Linked DNA regions of Mus musculus: all the other regions are linked to region 3. Evidence: chromatin contacts called from public HiChIP or PLAC-seq data. All regions are on one chromosome and are shown on one strand. The core of a region is the stretch at or near the end of the contact, and the rest is flanking DNA. Distances in the headings are between cores, read along the strand shown.

Region 1 (3,583 bases), core at 926-3,425, 200 kb before region 3:
TCCTTCCTTCCTTCCTCCCTTCCGTCCGTCCATCCGTCCGTCCTTCCTTCCTCTGTAAAACGCTATCATTAGATGTTCATTACCTGACAGGGTCTGAACATAAATGACAAGGAGTATGCAAACTTGGCACTGTGTCTTGTGCAGGTGGTGAGCTTGTAACAGCACAACAATGTTTCTCCTTGTTGTCATGAGGAGCTGTCACCCCAGGTCTGGGAAATACCCTCATGAGAAAGTGCCTGCTGCACAGCCTTGAGGACATGTGTTTGCATCCCTAGCACCACGTAAAATCCAGACACAGCATTATGCATGAATAACCCCAGCACGGGAATATGGGGAACACAGGAGGAGTTTGGGAGCTCGCTGGTCAATCAACCTCATCAATCAGGCACACTCTGGGTTTAGTGGGAAACCCTGTCTCAAAAATGAATAAATAAGGTGTAGACACTTAATGTCCTAGTCTTCACATGTGTGGGTGTGAGCATGTATGTACGTACACACACACACACACACACACACACACATACACACACACACACACACACACACGGAGGATAAAATTTTTTTAAATGTGGGGGCAGCAGTGAGGGCTCAAAGGAAGGTAAAGAATGCTTTCTGTGGGATCCAAGTTCAATTCCCAGCGCAGACATCAGGTTGCTTACAACCACACTCCAGCCCTAAGGCATCCAACTCTCTATTCACACACACACACACACACACACACACACACACACACACACACACACACATAACATTTTAAAAGAAATATTTACTCTCATTTCTGTGCATTAGGCTGGAACACTCACGGGAATACTGTCATGCCCTTCCCTCCTTCTGAGACACTGAGCGTCATCCACAAGATGAAGGGATGAGGCCTCTTAACTGCATGTACTCAGTGGGAAAAGGCAGGAGCTTAGAAAACCTATTCTAGAACAGAAATGCATTACAGGTTGAATGGTGTAATGTCCAGAATATTTATGTAGACGTGCTAAAACCTCCACATCACAATGTTATCTTACTTAGATTAAGAGGTAGATTTAAGGAAAAAAAGAAGGAAAAGAAAGCCTACATGTTATTGTAGTTTAAAATGAGGTCAATGGAATTGGCCCTAATCCAATACAACTGGCCCTAATCTAATATGTATCCTTATAAAACCTAGGAATGTGGACACATACATGCACACAGAGAGAAAATAAAGCAAAGACGAAGTCTAGAATTGGGGTAACATGGCCACAAGCCCAAGTTCCCAGTAAACACCTAGAATCCTGGAGAGGCATGCAACAGGCTCTCCCACACAGGCCTCTGCACACCAGCCCTACCACAGTTCCAGCCTCTGGACCCAAGAGACAATAAATTCCTGTTGTTTAGGCCACCCAGCTTGTAGCGCCTTGTTATGGCACCTGGCCAATTAACACAAGGTGAGATCAGGCAGCAAGCCGATTCTCTGTTTCAAAAGGGCTGACAAGACCTGGAAAGTATGCAGCCTGAGAAGAGCCTACCCAAGTCCTCTCGGGTCTCCTGTCTCCACCCAACGGTCTCTTCTCTCATACCTTTTAAAGCTACATGTCTACAAAGAGATTAGCTTGAGACTGGCCAAGGCCTGTATAGCTACAGAGTGCAGTTTTAAATACTCCCGGCGTGTGCACACGTTCATACAATGAATGACTCAGGCATCTGTAAGGACTTATTATAAATGACTAAAAACTCCTTGGGAAAAAAAAAAAAAAACACCTTGGCAGCGATGTCAGTTTTCGACCTTCATGTGAACCATTATCTCAACAGGCAACAGATTCGGATCCTGACTGAGCAGGATATGTCTGGTTCCTCAAGATTCAGGGGGTGTGGGCATTTCCTTGGCTCAAGGCTGCAGTCTCCGGGAGCTGCTACATCAAGGTATGCCATCTACTTAGTCTTTTCCAATGCAGTCCCTTTAAACTGGCTGCTCTGATTTTTCTCCACGCTATGTCCGCTGCGAGTTCCTAAGTCTAACAGAACACATACCTGGGAATAAAACTTTCACAAAAGCAAACGCACACCCACAGAGTAAGGGCTAACTCACTCGGCCACTTCTCAAGGCTTGTTCCAAAGGTCTTTCAATCCCATGTCCCATCCTCATAGCCACACCCCAAGTTGGGATGCTTGTCCGGGTTCCTCCAGCCTTACTGTGTCTACTGTCAAGGGCAAATGTTAAGATCCCACATGCTGAGCCTCGGCTCCCCCACAGCCCCAGCTTCATCATTTCCACACATGCCAATCCCCTTGGTTGAAATGCCACCTTTCCAGAGCTCCCAAAACTCTCCGACTCACAGTGTCCCAGAGCATCTGCCACCAGGCTTCCCAGCCTGAGAGTCAGTCCCCACAGCTAGCCCTGGTTTTCTGGCAGAGCCAGCTAGACTCACCTCGAAGGCCCATTTGGCATCCGTGCTCTATGTTTGCTTTGTCCTGAGTATTTGAGGCTCATGTTGACCACTCTCTTCCTCCCTAGGCTCGTCAGCTTCTTGGAGTGGGGGTTGGGGATGTGGGAGACAGATTCCCGGCATAGCCAAGGCTAGCCTTGAACTCCCCAGTCCTAGGTTTATCACAGCCAAGGCTGGCCTTCAACTCCCAGTCCTCTTGCTTCCACTTTCCTTGTGTTGGCCAGGTTTGTACCATCACACTCTTGTTTTCAGACAAAAACAAAACAAACAACCCTCCCCCCTGTAAAAAAAAAAAAACCTCTACAGTTTGCATTACTTGTGTGTCTGCCTCTCTAGTGACTTGCTCATGTGTAAGGAAGTCCCAAATGAAGTTACTACTACACACTGAAAAATAGCTTCTACTACAAAAGCACCGCCTTGGCCTCCATAGAGTATAGCATCCCAAGTATAGGTAGGAGTCTGTCTAACCACAGCCTACAGCGTCATACTGAATCCCCAGAGCTTACAAATAAGCCTGCCCTAGTCAGGGACCCAAACTGAAGCAGCTTCCAGAAAGCACCACCCTGACTGAACCTCCACCTGCACAAAGGTCCTGGAGTAGCACAGCCGCCTGAAGGCCACCCATGGAGAACTCCTTGAGGGCACCATCACCCTCCTTGCTTACTCCAGAGACTTCTCAATAGCCACAAGGTGACCTGGCTGCAGCCCTCCCACGCACAGCACAGCCTGGCTGAAACGCGATCACATTAGTGGGTCACCTGTCTTCTCTTTATGTAATCCTGAACCTGATCTGCCATCCTGGGCTCCCTACCCTTGGAAACACAATGAACTCTTTCTTCCCTTTCTGTTTCACACAAAGACAAGCAGGACCGTGGGGCGTCTGAGGCCGCAGGACACTCAGACACCACACGCACGCAAGCTTCAGTAAAGATTACAGTTGGGCTCATTTAAATGAACACCATCGTTGGTAAACCTGTTTTCTGGTCAATACGCAACCAGTGATACATATGGCAGGTACCAAATACAAGTGAAAGGCATGCTCGTAAAAGCGACCTCTCCCAGGTCCCTTCTTCAGAGGCTCCCTGCATCTTTCGTCTTTATAATCTGTAAGTTCCTTAGCAGAATAAAGAAGTACAGACCAACTAGCATCTAAGCATCAGGCCCCGGAG
Region 2 (3,546 bases), core at 230-2,729, 180 kb before region 3:
CTAGGCCAGCCTTCACAACCTTGAGATCTCATACCCCAGACAATAAGCAGTCTTCTAGTCCCAGGCAGCTCTGCTCTGCGCTATTCTTCCTAAAGCCGATAGCATTCAAATCACCAGAGTTCAGAGTGAAGGGAAGGAGCAGGTACGAAGTGAGTGGCCTTGCATCTGCATACTTGGTAACGACGTAAAGTTGAGCTGAGCTGGGCTCCTTAGAAAAGAAAGCCTGGCTTTATATAAAGCTCAGGCCTCTGTGAGGTCACCCCTGCCTCTTTAAGTCACAGTGGGCTCCATCTGCTTTAATCTCCCCATCTGTTGCCTTTCCATACTTAACCCCCCTCCACCAAAGGAAATGTGAAATCCAAAATGAAAAACTACTGGAAACTGCAGAACCTAAACTGGCGACACAAACTGGCCCAAGACAGTAGGCGAGAGTTGAAAGAAGGATGGATGCTTGCCCTCCCGGACGGGTCGCGAAGGATGCCGACCTAAGCCCAGCAGCTTGGAATGTTTCCCAACTCCAGCATCCTCCTCCCTGCCCTCCTAGGAGCTGTGGTGGGGGAAAATGACAAGGAGAGTTGGGGGTAAGGGGTAGTGGCAGGCCCAGGGTGGTCTCGCCTGCGCCCTCCAGACAGCTCACCAGCTCCCTTGAGTCCGTAAAGGAACAATAGCGGACTGTGGGTCTCCAGAGCCACCGGGCGTCTCTCGCTCCCACCTCCCGTCTCCGGCTTTTCCAAGTTCAGTCAAGAGGTGGGTCGAGCCAGGGAGCAAGGACTGGGGCACCGGACCCGGGGCAGGGCACGAAAGTGGGACGGGCTGCCCCGGGGGCGCAGCCACAGCGTCCTCTCGGGTCCGGTCATTCATTCCCACCCGCGCTCCCTCCGCAGACACCCCGCGCCACTGTCCCGCACCAGACCGCCAGAGGAGGCGAACCCCCTTTCCAAACTAGGTCGCACCTCTCTCTCTTTCTGCCAGATCCCCACTATCCTCCCGTTCCTCCACCCCACCCCCCCTTCCAACTGTCTTCCGTGGTCAGTGAGCGGCCAAAGCTCTGTCCAGACCAAAACTCCCGCCCGCTCCTCTCGGCGCCCGGAGCTCTGCGCAGCCCCAGACACAAAGGCGGGGACCGAGTCCAGAGCCCGCACCCCAGCCTCGCCGCCGCCACTCACCCCATCCAAGCGGCGGCCTCAGCTCCTGGCCCCGCTGGCCGTCCCGCCCGCCGCTTCCCCAGGAAAGTGCGGCTGCCGGGCTCGCTTCCTGCTCGGCTTCCTGCGCTGGGTCCCTCCTCCTCCTCCTCCTCCTCCTCCTCCTCCTTCTCCTCCTCCTCCCGACGCGGGGTCAGTGGGCGCTCAGCTCCGGGGCTCCGCCGGCAGGGCGGGGGCAACGGCAGCACCACCACGTGGCCGCCGGGCGCCGGCCCCCGACCTGGATCCCGTGGGCTCCAGGAGGGAGTTGCTAGCCACTCCCACTCCGCGCGGCCCCAAATTCCGGGAGTCAGGTGACCTGGCCCCGGAGCTGCTCCCTGGACCTGCGGGAGGTGCTCTGCGACCGCCCACGCCCCGGCCCGCGGCGCGTCCCGGACGTCCACGCTTGCGTTTCTGCGGATCGTGGGAATCCTTCTGCGTGGGTCTGTCTCACACCTTAACTTGAAGTTAGTGAGATCCGCGGTATGCGGGTTCCACCGCTGGGGTAGGATAAGGGCTCGGAAAAAGTACTTGTTTCTGGTCAGTTTCCAAAGTTATCTGTAGTCTTAGGAAAAGCCGAGTCACCGACCCAAGCCCCCTCTGAACCAGACTGAGATCGGTTCCATTTCCAGTGTGAACGAAAAGAAAGTAAACCAGAATGTACTTACATTTTCTGGGCTAAACCAGTTGGTTGGAGCGACTGTTTCCTAACACTCCTCAGGTGTAAGACAAAACTTAGTTGTGTTCTGCTCAGGGCTTGGGAGACTATCTACAGCCTGGACTGGCCGGCTAGATAGGGGCAGGAGCGCCCTCAGCGGGGTGTCTTGAGTTTGGAAGTCCTGAGATCCGGTAAAGCTTCCCTCCCCCAGACCACCAGGACCGGACCTCTGAACCGAATCGACCCTTCCATTAATTCTGAGGGTTTGAAATCTCACTATTATTCCCCTAATTTAAGCAGGGATTTTAGTCCCACTAGCCAGCTAGATCGTAAAAAGTTTGACTCACCAAAGCTCCATGGGACTCCTGGTTGGTGTTGTGTCTTTCGCACAGAAAGGTTTCTAGAGTAAGCAGATCCTAGCTATTTTTGCTAGGATCGCCTGTAAGTCCACTGAAGTAAGGAGGAAAAACAACCAGTTCCAACAGAAGTGAGAGTCACCCTAACAGCAATCAGTGTACAGTATCTTGACTTTGTGTGTTACCATCGGATCGGGTGGTTTGTTTTTTTTTGTTTGTTTGTTTTTTTTTACCCCACCCCTTCACTCCTTTCCCTAAGAGAACACCTTGCCTTAGCTTTCACAAGCGAACTTGCCAACTAGAAAACAAAAGCTTCATCTTTAGCTCAATAGTCTTTACTTCCTAAGTACCATACATCAAAAAGAATCCCTGGGGGGGGGGGGCGGGGCAGGGGAGTGGGAGTGGGGAGCCAATTCAAAGCAAGATACACACTTTTACACATGTGATGTGGAACTAAAAACCACACTAAAAGAAACAATTGACAGCACCCTGTGTAGTGTGGGCCATTTCTTCTAACCGGGTTTTGATCTTGGGTTCTTTAATCAGTTACCAACAGAGTATTTAAGTACCTTCTACCGATCCTCCAGCTGGAGGAAAGGTAACCACCTGTGGATCTGCTTTTTGTTGAATCAGAGGCAGCTGGGAGGGTGGTACAGCCTGTCAAAGGCTCCTTTGGAAATGCCAGTGTGTGCATATTGTTTAGGAAACCGACGACAAACTGTAGTTAAACTATTCAACAAGTGTCTCTCTAACCAGCCTTTCATCACCCAAGTCTTCGCCTCTGCTTATCTTTCCTGGTCACCTGAAAAGACCCCTTTCTCACGCTGCCCTGTTCCCATAGGTGCCTTGTGTGCTACCCTCATTAGTTTATAACTCAGCCCCCATCAGCAAGTTTGATGTGTGTGAGGCACTGTGTGGAGGGGAGACTGTGCCAAAACCGTTTGCAGATTCAATCTTTTCAAACTCAAAATTAACACCCAGTGTACTCTAGAGTCTTCAACCTTCCTTAGACAACCCTCAAAATGCTTCCTCCTGCACAGAAATCGGTTTGGGGTTAAGTAACGTCTTCTCATTGTTTTGTTTTTGTTTTGCCCAGGAGTTTTAGAAATGCTAACCGAGCTCAGGTTTTGAACATGTCTGGGACTGTGAATTGGCTGCCAGAATGAAGTGAGTAACTGCTATCTAAAGACTGTTAAAATCTGATGGGATAAACAGGTTACATGGTAGGTATAACTTTTTTGTAACCCATTTTTATTACGGGTTTAACCTCTCCTCTAGCCCACCACCCAGTAGAGGTAGTGGAAGAGAAAGGTTATTAGGATATGGGGAGAGAGGACCTGCTTAGCAATAG
Region 3 (3,850 bases), core at 50-2,549:
ATGCTGGAGCCAGCTGCTCATGGAATCTACTTGTCACATCATAGTGGCCTAATGTCCTTGGGGCTATAGACATCTTGGCCCTTGTAGAGTAGAAAGGAGGAAAGGTGGCTAAGGACCCAGGTTTATGCAAAATGCTTCCCAGAGGTGGAAGTGGATTTCTCCTGCTGTCCATTGGCAAAGATGGTATATGTGGCTATCTCTGGCTAGTAGGCTAGGCTAGGAGGTGTTCAAGTGATTCAGGTGTTCAGGGACGTCCAGAACAAAATCTAAGTTGAGAGGAACAAAGGAGGGATCAGGAATGTGGTGTAGTAGGATCCATGTACCACTATCATCCCTGAGTTGTGACTAGGGACCAGGAATCAGACTTCTCAGGCAAAAAGCTATCATGGAGGTTGTGGGGGGCAGAATACCTCATTAAACCTGGAGACTCCCGAGTGTTGGGAGCACAAACCTTGGTTCTACACAGCCACATTTCCACTGTATAGGTGGGCTGCGACCTGGAAGTACTCTGAGGGGAAGTAATTACATGTTTGTAGGCTGGGAAGATTCTGGGTGCTGTCCATGTTGGTCGTTTGCCTTGTCATGGGGGATTTGGTGCTAACTTATAAATTATTTCTCTGCTGGTGAAATGAGCCAATTCAAACCAGATTAGATGATATTAAATGTAGGTTTATTGGGAAGCTGCTCTCGGGTGAGTTCAGTGGCCCTAAGGACTGAGGCCAGGGAAGTCACCATGGGGAGAGAGAAGGGGTGGGGGGAGGGGGAAGAGAAAGAAAGGGTGTGACACAGAGAGAGAAGGAAAGGAGAAACAGAGTGAGGAGCTGGGCTGGAAAGTTCAGGGTTGGGGGACTGAGGGACACTGGGAGAACCTGGAGGCCAGGTCTGCTTTGATATGTAAAATATGCATATATATATACAGTATGTGAGCGTGTGCATGTATGCACGTGAATGCACACGTGTATATCTACGCATGGATGTGTGCATTGAGAGCAGGTGCCCATGAACAGGGTGTTGGATCCCCTGGAGCTGGACTTTCAGGCAGTTGTGAGCTGCCTGATGTGGATGTTAGGAGCTGAGCACAGACTCCCTGCAAGAACACTATATACTCTCATTCCTGAGCCATCTCTCAAGCCCTAAGTCAGGCTTTTAAATTGCATAAAACCACATCCAAGTTACCCCGTGGGGACTTGCATCAGGCAACAGGCTGTTCTGCGAGATTTTGTCCAGCACTGTGTCTCAGAGGACTCGTTAAAAGCTGGAGTAAAGCAGGCTTTAGTCATCCTGGCTGGCTTCCAGGGCCTGCCATTCACTGCCTGTAGAGGTTATGCCGAGCTCTGAACCATTTCCTGTGGCCTCTGGGACTCCAGTCAACAGACTGAAGTCCAAAGTCTTGTCTGCTGGGCATCACTTGTTTTTCTCTTTCTGTTTGGCAAATGGCCTCTGCATTTGCCCTTTCCTGCTGCAGCCTAGCTGGAAGTCGCTTTATTAACAGTTCCTTTGTAAGTTCACGGTGGTCTATGAATGAGTCTGAAACTTCTTGGAAAAGAAACAACCGTTGCCTCCAGAACCAGCTCCCAGAGGGACACATCCTGTCAGTCTCTCCCCAGGCACGTCCCACTGTGGGTTCCAGCTCTACCTCTCCATCTAGTACCACTGAAAACACCTCCACACTCCCTGTAAAACTTTGCTGACAAGGGACCAGGACCATTTTCCTTCTGAAAGCATAGAACTTGGTGCAGAGTATCGCATGAAGGAACAGTTTCCTAGGAGGCTCTTCTAGGATAGTTAGGAGAATCCTACACTGGCATCTTCAAAGCTATTTGCTATTAGCCTACTCATGAATGAGAATTCCTGACTCACTGAAGTTGGGTTGTGAGAAATAAGCCATTAGCTGGAGAGAGGAGGCAGGGAGCAGGAGTTAGAAAGATTTGCTGTGACAGAGATGCCACCAGTGTGTGGCTCTTCACTGTCCAAAAGGGTTGGTGGTCACTCTGACTGCTTCTCCTGAGAGCACCCAGAGCCAAGCAGCCTGCTCTGGGGACTGGCTCTCCATTTGTTTTCTCTGGTTATCCCAGTTCTCATCAGCAAGATCCTTTTCTCTGGGTGGAGGCCCTACCTTACGAGAGGAGCTGGCCTGGCTTGCTGCCCCTGGGACCAGGCTTGGCTAAAAGCAACCGTGCCTGTCAAATACCTATCTGCTATCGGCACGCCCTTCCATTGCCGTGAGGAAAATGAACTGGAACAAACTTTTCAAAGTTTATAGATTTTTCTTGGGGTTCTTCAGCCTCAGCAACTCCTCTTCCAAAGAAGCCATGAAGTAAAGAAAGGTCTTAACCCTACATATTCATCTCATCCTCTCTGTAGTTTGCAAAGTTTTTTTTTTTTTAAAAAAACATTGAATATCTAGGAGTCATTGCCACGGTAGTAAGGGAAGACCAGAGACTTAGCAAGCTCAGCCAAACCCCTTTCTACTTGGAGCTCTAGGTGCAGCTGGGGCTCTTGAGACCAGTTGGTTCACTTGGAATGAGGAGATAGCTCAGACAATAAAATGCTTGTGATTTAAACTGGAGAATCTGAGTTCTGATGTTCAGCATCCACTCTAAATAAAAGCTGGACACATATGCCTGTAATCTCAGTGCTGGGGAAGCAGGGACAGGTGGCTTCCTGGAGCTCACTGGCTACTCAGTCTAGCTAAATTGCTATGCTCCAGGTTCACAGGTTCCATTGTTGGGAGCCAACTCTTAGTAGAAAATGGCTATCATCTCTGCAGCCATCTTGAGCTATTTACTTACAGGTTGGTACTTTCCCACCCTAATGAGAGACTTGTTTTCCTAGCATGATGTTTTTGCAAGCAGCCCACCACAGCTAAACACACTCTGATAACATCCTGTTTTTCTCAGACACATCCTGGACTTGTGATTAAGTGTCTCCAGCTGCACTCCCCAGCTTGTACTTACACACCCATAGTTGCCTTTCAATAAATTAGACATACTGTCTTGTCTCCATTCTTTGTGTCTCTTGCCCCTCCATCCCCACTCTCTCCCTTGCAGACCCCATTGACTGACCCTCAGGCCAGGTCACTCCATCTCAAAAAGTACAGCAAAGAGCAATAGATGCTGGATTGTCAACTGTGCTGGTGGCTGCTTTCTGCTGTGGTGGGGTAGCTGACACAAGTTTAAACTGTTTCTGGGCCAGCGGTAAGACAGAATGCCATACTGGAAGACAATGGCAGAGCTAAGCACCTCACCTCCTGGCTTCCATGAGACAGAGAGAGACAAAGAAGGTTGGATAACAAGGCACAATGATATTCTCAAGCCTGCTGTCATCAGTTATCAGTTATGAGATCATCAATAGACTAGACTGTTTATAAAGTTAGTGTCTTAATTCACTTATCTTTCAATAGCTCGTCAGCTGAGGGCAAAATCTTCAATGAATAATCCTTTTAGGGGCCATTTCATTTTCAAACTTTGTCATCTTTTAACTTTCTCATATATGGGCATTAAAAAGAGCAGTTTTTAAAAGCTACTCCTTTTTAAATTGCCAATATCCGTTCAATAAAGTTGTAAAGTCTAAATAATTACATATACACACATTGAGCAAAAGAGAATCCTTCTATAGTAGGAACTTTTTAGAACATATAGTTATATTGTAAGACTTCCGAAGCTGGGCCTCTGCTCAAGTCCCGGGATGATCTGTCCAGCACCCCAGTGATCCGAGAGAAAACCACACCTGATGCAAACTGCAAGAGGTTTTATTATCAGCTAGCTGAAGTCCCTCTGCCATGCAGAGCAGGGGAGATTGACCCGAGTGGTGACCGTAGGGGGCTTTTAACAGCTAGCTGAGGAATTGG

Evidence for each region. HiChIP or PLAC-seq counts read pairs in DNA pulled down with a chosen protein or histone mark.
Region 1: a contact with region 3 is called in an HNF4G HiChIP or PLAC-seq map of pancreatic cancer cells. The contact joins two enhancer-like sites. A contact is called at or near these places in 1 of 15 datasets of contacts at CTCF or cohesin (the NIH/3T3 cell line), 1 of 484 Hi-C or Micro-C datasets (bone marrow-derived macrophages) and 2 of 115 datasets of contacts at active chromatin or transcription factors (embryonic stem cells and pancreatic cancer cells).
Region 2: a contact with region 3 is called in an H3K4me3 HiChIP or PLAC-seq map of bone marrow-derived macrophages, with 4 times the contacts expected there. The contact joins the promoter of 4930556M19Rik here to the enhancer-like site in region 3. A contact is called at or near these places in 8 of 39 promoter capture datasets (the 3T3-L1 cell line, 3T3-L1-derived adipocytes, cranial neural crest and 3 more), 2 of 15 datasets of contacts at CTCF or cohesin (both in the NIH/3T3 cell line), 19 of 484 Hi-C or Micro-C datasets (the AML12 cell line, the C2C12 cell line, bone marrow-derived macrophages and 6 more), 18 of 115 datasets of contacts at active chromatin or transcription factors (the NIH/3T3 cell line, bone marrow-derived macrophages, cardiomyocytes and 12 more) and 2 of 9 other capture datasets (adipose tissue and macrophages).

Annotation. Positions count from the first base shown.
Region 1 is chr15:10,684,451-10,688,033 of GRCm38.p6, forward strand. The region is part of intron 2 of Rai14 (retinoic acid induced 14); the gene reads right to left. Among named protein-coding and RNA genes, the nearest start is that of Gm52214, 23 kb to the right of the region's middle. Within about 2 kb of position 2,176, at least 51 of the 459 cell types and tissues checked have an H3K27ac peak or open chromatin away from gene starts, as enhancers often do. A contact at or near this core is called in pancreatic cancer cells, where this site is marked.
Region 2 is chr15:10,713,357-10,716,902 of GRCm38.p6, forward strand. It overlaps 4930556M19Rik (RIKEN cDNA 4930556M19 gene), which reads left to right and starts at 1,480. Exons shown (of 7, transcript NR_045063.1): 1 at 1,480-1,624; 2 at 3,292-3,418. Rai14 (retinoic acid induced 14) reads right to left here and starts at 1,275. Exons shown (of 18, transcript NM_001166408.1): 1 at 1,167-1,275.
Region 3 is chr15:10,889,177-10,893,026 of GRCm38.p6, forward strand. No RefSeq gene overlaps it. Among named protein-coding and RNA genes, the nearest start is that of C1qtnf3, 61 kb to the right of the region's middle. Within about 2 kb of position 1,300, at least 127 of the 459 cell types and tissues checked have an H3K27ac peak or open chromatin away from gene starts, as enhancers often do. A contact at or near this core is called in the AML12 cell line, the C2C12 cell line, the NIH/3T3 cell line and 11 more, where this site is marked.